2 separate regions of the Mus musculus genome follow, and region 2 is linked to region 1. A link is a contact called in public HiChIP or PLAC-seq data. All regions are on one chromosome and are shown on one strand. The core of a region is the stretch at or near the end of the contact, and the rest is flanking DNA. Distances in the headings are between cores, read along the strand shown.

Evidence for each region. HiChIP or PLAC-seq counts read pairs in DNA pulled down with a chosen protein or histone mark.
Region 2: an H3K27ac HiChIP or PLAC-seq map of the NIH/3T3 cell line shows a contact between it and region 1, with 6 times the contacts expected there. The contact joins the enhancer-like site here to the promoter of Nfib in region 1. A contact is called at or near these places in 8 of 39 promoter capture datasets (the 3T3-L1 cell line, 3T3-L1-derived adipocytes, cranial neural crest and 5 more), 2 of 484 Hi-C or Micro-C datasets (embryonic fibroblasts and palatal mesenchyme), 5 of 115 datasets of contacts at active chromatin or transcription factors (the NIH/3T3 cell line, craniofacial prominence, embryonic limb bud and 2 more) and 3 of 9 other capture datasets (embryonic stem cells, liver and pancreatic islet).

What each region holds. Positions count from the first base shown.
Region 1 is chr4:82,503,931-82,507,758 of GRCm38.p6, reverse strand. Nfib (nuclear factor I/B) reads left to right here and starts at 1,980. Exons shown (of 12, transcript NM_001113209.2): 1 at 1,980-3,028. The coding sequence starts at 2,999.
Region 2 is chr4:82,249,155-82,252,672 of GRCm38.p6, reverse strand. No RefSeq gene overlaps it. Among named protein-coding and RNA genes, the nearest start is that of Gm11264, 190 kb to the right of the region's middle. Within about 2 kb of position 1,797, at least 53 of the 459 cell types and tissues checked have an H3K27ac peak or open chromatin away from gene starts, as enhancers often do. A contact at or near this core is called in 3T3-L1-derived adipocytes, the NIH/3T3 cell line, craniofacial prominence and 2 more, where this site is marked.

The sequences.
Region 1 (3,828 bases), core at 731-3,230:
ACTCCAGTTAAATTGAATATTTGTTCAAAGGGAAACTCCAGTAGTTAAAGCTGGTATTATCAGTGGAGCGTCCCCGCCCCCTCCCGCAGATTCTGGGGAGGGTGAGAAAAGGGATGCAGCTCACTACAAAGTGATGCTTTGGGATTGTTCGTTTTTATTCCCCCCCTCTTCCCGTCCCGTCTTTCTTTTAAAAGTTAAGATGAGGTTGCCTAAAATTTATGAGAGAAGTGAGTATTTATTTGGATTAACCCCGACTGTCACCTCCTTTCATCTATAAAGACTGTCAACTTTGTCCCAGCTTTTCAAGAAGAAGAAATGACCAGTACAAAAGAAATTAACGTTGTCAGAACGCTAACTAGAGGATTTGCCTAGCGGGGGCACGGAGGCCGCTCCCCGTGGCGCGTGCCCTAAAGGGTTAACTCGCCCCGGTTCTCACAGTTTCCCCCGACTTTACCTGTCCTCCTAGACCCGCCGCCCTCCCCGCCTCCCCACCCCCTGCGCCTTTCTTCACCAGGCTCTTGGTTTACAGGGGCTGCAGCTGGTAGACTTGGCAAGCTCGCCTCATTAAGAGCGCTTTTTGAAAACGGACTGTGTTTGAGCATTTCCCTAATGAGGACAGGACGGGGTTAAAAAGTGACCATTTCATGGTTGACTTGAACCTGCCTACTTTTCTTGATGTGTCGTTGTGAAATGCTTGATGTGGGTAACTTCCACTTGGGGAAGGAAAAAGTCACTGGTTCTTTCAGGTCCGCTGGGGGAGGGCACGGTGGTCAGGAGTGCGAGGACTGGAGAAAGTTGAGGGGGGGAAAGTCCAGGACGCGGGGTGGGAGCGGGAGGCCGCGGGGGGCCTGGAAACGCTCGGCGGCCCCAAGCTAGGGCGACATGGAGCCCCGGGCGCTCACTTTTCTTTCTCCATTGTCTGGGGCAGCCTTTGATTCCTCCATTTCCCCACCCACCCCTAGCGGAAACCCGGAATTTGGGGGGCGGTGTGTGTGGGAGAGAGTGCCCGCGCGAAAGGGGGTGCTGGCCGGTCGCCTCCAGGGTCCCGGGAATCAAGTTCATTCACTCGGCGGGGGGCGGGGCGGGGAGCCGGCGGGAGCCGCCGGGGAGACCCGCAGCCGCACACGCACCCCGCGCGCTCCCGCCCCGCAGCCTCGGGCGCGCCGCGGCCCCGCCCTGCCCGCACCCCCGCGGGAAGGGAGCCGCTTTCCGCCGGCGCCCCGGGCTCTGGGGGTGGGGATTGGGACGCGGCCAGCGCGGCAGGAGGAGGAGGAGAGGAGGGGCGAGCGGTGGCGCGGCCTTCCCGCTCCGAGCGCGGCCACGTGCACCGGGCGCCGGGGGAGGGCGGGCCGCTGCGGCGAGGCTCGGGGGACCCTGGGGACCCCGGCGCCCCTCTCCGATCGCCAGTGCGAGCTCCGGGCTGGGCTGCCCGCCGCGCCCCGGGCTCCGCGCCCGTCCGCTGCAACTCCAGGAGGCCAAGTTCACTCTGGCCCCCGCCTCCACCCTCCCTCTCCCTCCAGCCGCCTGGGGTGCTAGAGTCGGCGCCCTAGCCCCGGCTCGGGGCGGCCTGGGTGTGAGGGAATTTTCCATTCGTTTCTTTCTTGGGCCCAGGCCGGTTCAGGGCTTCTCCCCTTAGGATGTTCTCGCGTCTTGAGCGTCTGCAGCGAGCAGTGAAATAACCTCTCCCTGGGCGGGTTTTCGGGGGTAAACGAAGAGTGGCAGAGAGAAGAGCTATTTTTGAAAAAAGAAAAAAGAAAAGAAAAGAAAAGAAAAGTCCCAATACTGTGGCACCGGTCTGATACCTTTAACAAATGAGGGGGAGAGACGCGAGGGCTGGGGGAGGCGCGCGGGAGGAGGAGGAAGGTGGGGGGCGGGGGGTGTGGAGAGGCTGGTGCAAAAGGAACGCGCGTTTGCAGGAGGAGGAGGAGTAAAGCGGTGATTGTGTAATTAAATAATAAAACAATCCTTAAGTCTGATTTGGAGAGAGCTCGAGCGGGGTCCAGAGGGTGGAACCGGTGAATCTTTCAACTTGCAAGTTTTTCAAGGAAAGAAAGCGAGAGAGGGAGGGGGAATAGAGCCCAGGACAGAAAAGAGGAGTTTGCAGCCAAGCGGGATCGATCGTTTGGGATTTTTTTCAGGAGGTCCTTCCGATCCTTTCCGTGGGCTGTGGCCAGCGGCACCGGCAGCGGAGTCCACGCGCGGCGGGTCAGACCCGGGGCGAAGCGGGCGGGCGGCGGTGCGGCGGGGCAGGAGCGCAGCAAAGGCTTTTCCGCCCGGGAGCTCCGCGCCTGCGCCCCCTCCCTCACCCCGGCCTCTCCCTGCTCCCCCCCACCCCCACCCCCACCCGGCCCTCTCCTGCGCGCGCCCCGCCACCCGCGCGCACTCGCTTGCGCTCCCCCTCGCGCACACACGTGGTCGGCTCGCAGCAAAGTTTCGCCTGCGATCGCCACTCCCGGATCCTGCTGCAGTGTTGGCGGCGGTAACCTTGAACTTTACCAGCGCGGTGACACATTCTCCTCGCTTTCCCCACCGCCTGGCCTCCTGCGCCCCCCTCCCCGCCTTTTTTTAAAAAAAACATTTCACCACCCACCATCACCCCAATCCAACCCACACCGAACCCTCGCGCACCCCAACCCCCAACAACAAACAACAACAACAACAACTGCAAAACAGAAAACAAATCCCCTAAACCAGGCGACCAGCAGCCTGCACCAGCGGCGGCAGCCTCGGAGAGCTCGGCCGGCGCGCGCGAACCGCAAGAGGGTTAAAAGTGTAGATTGGATTTCACCCCGGGAAATCTAGCTCGCCGAGTGAACTTGAATCTTTGGCTATTTAAGGAGGACTGGGTTTGTTGCGAAGTTGCGGTGAACCGGCGCAGTGCCCCGTCCTGATTGATCGCATCGCTGGGCTCAGATGACTGTAAAATGAATAGATGAAATCCTTGCTTCTGGAAGATTTTCTTGGGCATCTCCGGGAAAGTGCGTTTTAAGGCGAAGTCATGATGTATTCTCCCATCTGTCTCACTCAGGTACTTATCTTGGTCGCTTTCTCGAGCTTTCTCTGGCCCCAGACGCCTTTGTTGTGTCTTCTTGCTCTTGTGCTGCAGACCCTCAAAGGCTTTGCCTAACCTTGGCACACCCTGGTCTTCCCCGAGAAGTAGTGCGGAGTTGCGGTGGGCTGTGCGGGCGGCGTGGGACCACGGCTGCCGTGTGCGCCCATCCCAGCGCCCGAGCGGGGAGAGCCGGCACCGGGCGGGCGAGGCTGCTGGGGGTGGGCAGGGCCGAGACCTGCGGCCGTGAGCCCCTGTCCGCCCCTAAGGAGATTGCGGCGAAGGCAGCGGCGGCGGTGGTGGCCGCGGCGGCACCCTCACTCCCTGGCCGGTGCGCGTGGGGCGGACTCCGGCTTGGGAGCGTCTGTAGATGGACTCTTGGGCAAGGGGCTGAGAACTAGGCTTGAGCGCCTTTGGACTCTGCTGCCCACAGTGGGCGGGTGACGCCGCCAGTCTAGGTGGTGGTCCAGAGGACTTATTACTTTGCGTTTTGGGGTGCCTAAAGTCCTGTTCTACAGTGACCCACATTTCGGGTTTTTAAAGACCTCACTTCAGAGGCGATCTTTTACGCTGACAAGAAGTTGAAGTGTTTGTGGTGAATTTTTAGGACTTTTAGGACACGTTTGTTTTAAAAGTGAGACTTGTTCATTTGATGATATTTGAACATCGCTCGCAAGGCATAAAGTAGTATCAGAAAAGTGAGATTTTTTTTTTTAACTTGGAAATTTGCCTTAAGGAACAACGTTAGGAGGTAAAACACTGTCTTTATACCTAAAAAC
Region 2 (3,518 bases), core at 548-3,047, 250 kb after region 1:
TGTTCTAAGTGGTAAACATAATCTGCACACGTGCAGGGGCAGTTTTCCCGCCATGTGTTCTGCCTTTCCCGTGATGACAACTGGGCCGATGGGCTGCAGCCAATCAGGGAGTAATACGTCCTAGGCGGAGGATAATTCTCCTTAAAAGGGACGGGGTTTTGCCATTCTTTTTCTCTCTCTTGTTCTTTTTCTTGCTTTCTTGCTCTCTCTTCTCTTGCTTTCTTGTTCTTGTTCTTTCTCTTGCTCTGGCTCTTGTTTCTCTCTCTTGCACTCTTGCTCCTGAAGATGTAAGCAATAAAGTTTTGCCGCAGAAGATTCCGGTTTGTTGCGTCTTTCCTGGCCGGCCGAAACGCATGTAAGAGTGGACTAGGTTCCAACTTGTTCTGTTGTTCCAGCCACATTCCAGCCGTGCAGAGCCGCAGGTCTGGGGGCTCTCATGCACTCAGCCTGGCATGTGATGGGAACCTGTTGAAAAATGATGCCTGATAACCAAGAAGAGGAATGTGAGAAATCTGTGGGCTGCTCACCTCCAGCCTGGAGTTTTCACTCCCACTAAATGGCCAGATTCTCTTAAGGATATGGCTCTGGTATGCCAGCAAGATCTCTGTGCTTGTGGAAGAGGAGAAGAAGAAAGTGGCTCTTCAGATTCTCAGTCCCTTTAAAACATACTGTCATGGCTCAAGTTTCAATGCAATGACAAGGAGCAGGTGATTGGTCTGCAGTTGGCAGAGATGGCACTAGTTTCAGGTGGGGGTGGGTGGGGAGGGAGTTAAAGGGGACAGTGCTGTCAGCTACACAGGTCCAGAGACATAGGCCTGGTCACCCTAATCTAGATTTGACATGCTGGGAAGAAGTAGGGTAGACTCTTTGGTCTTATATACCTTCTGGCCTTCATATTACCCTTAGAACACACTATGGATCCCCTGGTCACTGACAGTTGGTGCAGAATTCATTCACCAACATTCTCTCCACACTCTATAGAATAATAATGTAACCTGTTTCAGGCAGCATAGGTACCCCTAGACCTATGAGGCAGGTCCCCAAAGCAAAGAAAATAAAAGGCAAGCCTGGTAGATTGAGGCTCTGGAAGTTCCTTGTGAAAATACTGGGGAGCATTGGAGAGAAAAACAGGAGAACGTGCATCTGAAGCAGGAAATGGAGGAAATGGGAGTGGAGAGGAGAGGACCTGAGAGCCACAGACAGACGCCAAGAGGCTGCCTTTCTGGAGGCACATAGGGTTCAGGGGTCCATTTACCAAGGAAAAACCGGACCCTGCAGTCTCCTTTAGAAGCCTTGCTCCTTGCCTTTCATAGAATGACTGATAGGAGAGGAACAGACCAGACTTGGGACCAGCAGCCTTTACCATGGTGGCGCACAGAATTGCCTTCAGGCATGAGACAGTCCTCACGCCTCTATTCTATCAGCAGAGAATGAGAGATAGTTGGCCTAGGCTATAGCCTGGGCTTTTGGAGTGTACCAAAGTTTCCCAGGAGAGTGTCCTCTGCAGCCATGCCAAGACACACACATTAGAAGTTAGGAAAGCAGGCTACTGATGACTGTTGCGCAGGTCCAGCCCAAGACTATGCTACCTGACATGCTTCTTGGGAAAACAGAACAAAACAAAACAAAACAAAACAAAACAAAAACAAAAAGCAGACGTTTTCCTCTAGAAGTGGTTAAAAGTTGAGCTCTCAAGTGATATGGAGGGCAGGAGGCTTTGGGGAAGGCTTGGGAATGAGGGAAAAGAGCAGTGGGGTGGGAGGGGAGATGATATAATGTCCTTAGCATGTACTCTTGTTATTTCTGACTCAGCATCCTGGATAACCCATTAACGCCCCCTTCCCACCCAACACACACACACACAGTCTAGTCATTTTGTTTAAATTTGGCTTTAATTTTCTTCATGTCGATTGAGATTGGACCAAAGGACTTTAAATCAAGAGTATCATACATTTTATATGTAGGTTGCTCCAACTATGGCTAATTTGTGAACAACTGAAGCAACAACAAAACAACAACAACCAAAAAAGCAGCATTTATTTTGAATTCCAATATAGCTTTATTCAGTTTCTTTCTCTTGTTTTTCATGCATTGATTTTTTTCTTTTTTGAGAGCACAATGCCATACCACACAGTCTGAGTTTCCCTTCTTTCTGTTTAGCCTCTCTCTGCCTGGGAACACTGAGAACATTCCCGTGCACGTCCAAACACCCAGCGTTAACCCCTCTGTGTACAGAAGAGCCGGCAATGACTTGGCTGGGAGCTGAGGAATTCTCTCTATCAGCTCCTAGAGTTTCATAAACGCTGTCATTTAGGGGTTAAATGTAGCATACATTTTTTTTTAAAAGCATAATTTGTTGAAAGAGGCCTGAAGTAGAATATGTGAATTTGAGAAGGTGGAAGAGAGAGACTGTGCAGGGGCCTGAGAAACCCGGATTTAAGCTGGAGTCAGGGGAAAGGCCCTACTGGGGATTTCAGTGACTCCTGTCAGCTTCTAGCCATTCCTGTTGAAATCCCTCATGGTACCTTTGACAGCATATTATTACCCTACAGTAAAATCTTCTCCCTTCCTGGGGATTCTGAAGTGTGGAGCAGTTAACTGTGGGTGGAGGGATATTTCCAAGCGGTTCTGATGATGTGAGTGTCTCAGGAGCTAGGTTGGGACCACGCTCGCTAATTTCTGTTTCCATTTTCACTGGAGTCACACCAACAGGAGAATATGCCTCCAGGTTTCCAGTTGTATAGCTTATTGTGTATATATCCTATAAAACCAAAAACCATATGGAGAATTTTGCTTCCCTGGCTTTTTGTATGTGTGTACCAGGAAGTAGTAAAATGTTTTGAGATGCTATTAAGTCCTTAAGTTACAAAATCAAGATTCCACCTTAAAAATTTTCCATACTGTACGTTGTTGCATAGCCCGGGGTGCTGACTGCTTGCCAAATATCTATCAGAGAGTGATTTATGATATATGATACGGTCCCCAGCCCAACTGGAGGCTGCGTAGTTGAAACATGAGAAAGGAGAGGCCTTGTTCCTTCGAAACCACGATGGTTGGTTTGTTTGGCTTTTCTGAAAGAACATACAGTACAAAACGTGCCACATTTTACTGCACCAAAACTTATACAAGAAACAAAACACAATTCAGCTAAAATCCCTCAATTTCTTTTTGTCATTTGCAAGCAATGGTTTTCTCACGGAACGGCTGTTCTTTTTCTTTCATTCTTTCATTTCCACCCCCCCCCCCTCCACTTCCCTCCCAACTGCTGCTCATCTCTGAGTTCTAAAAGAGTTTCAACAGCTCTGTTCTGGCAATTAAAATGTTTTAAAATGAAATCTCCACTTCAGGTTTTAAATATTTTATGTGCTTTCCATTTTGCTATGACTAAGGATGTATTGTGATTTCTGGTGTTTTCTGTTCTACAAATGTTCCCTTTGCAGCTGGGAAGGAGTACATCTCCCATATGGCTTCAGGACACTTTGCAGTTTGCTTTGATAAAGCAATATGGACCCCAGCAA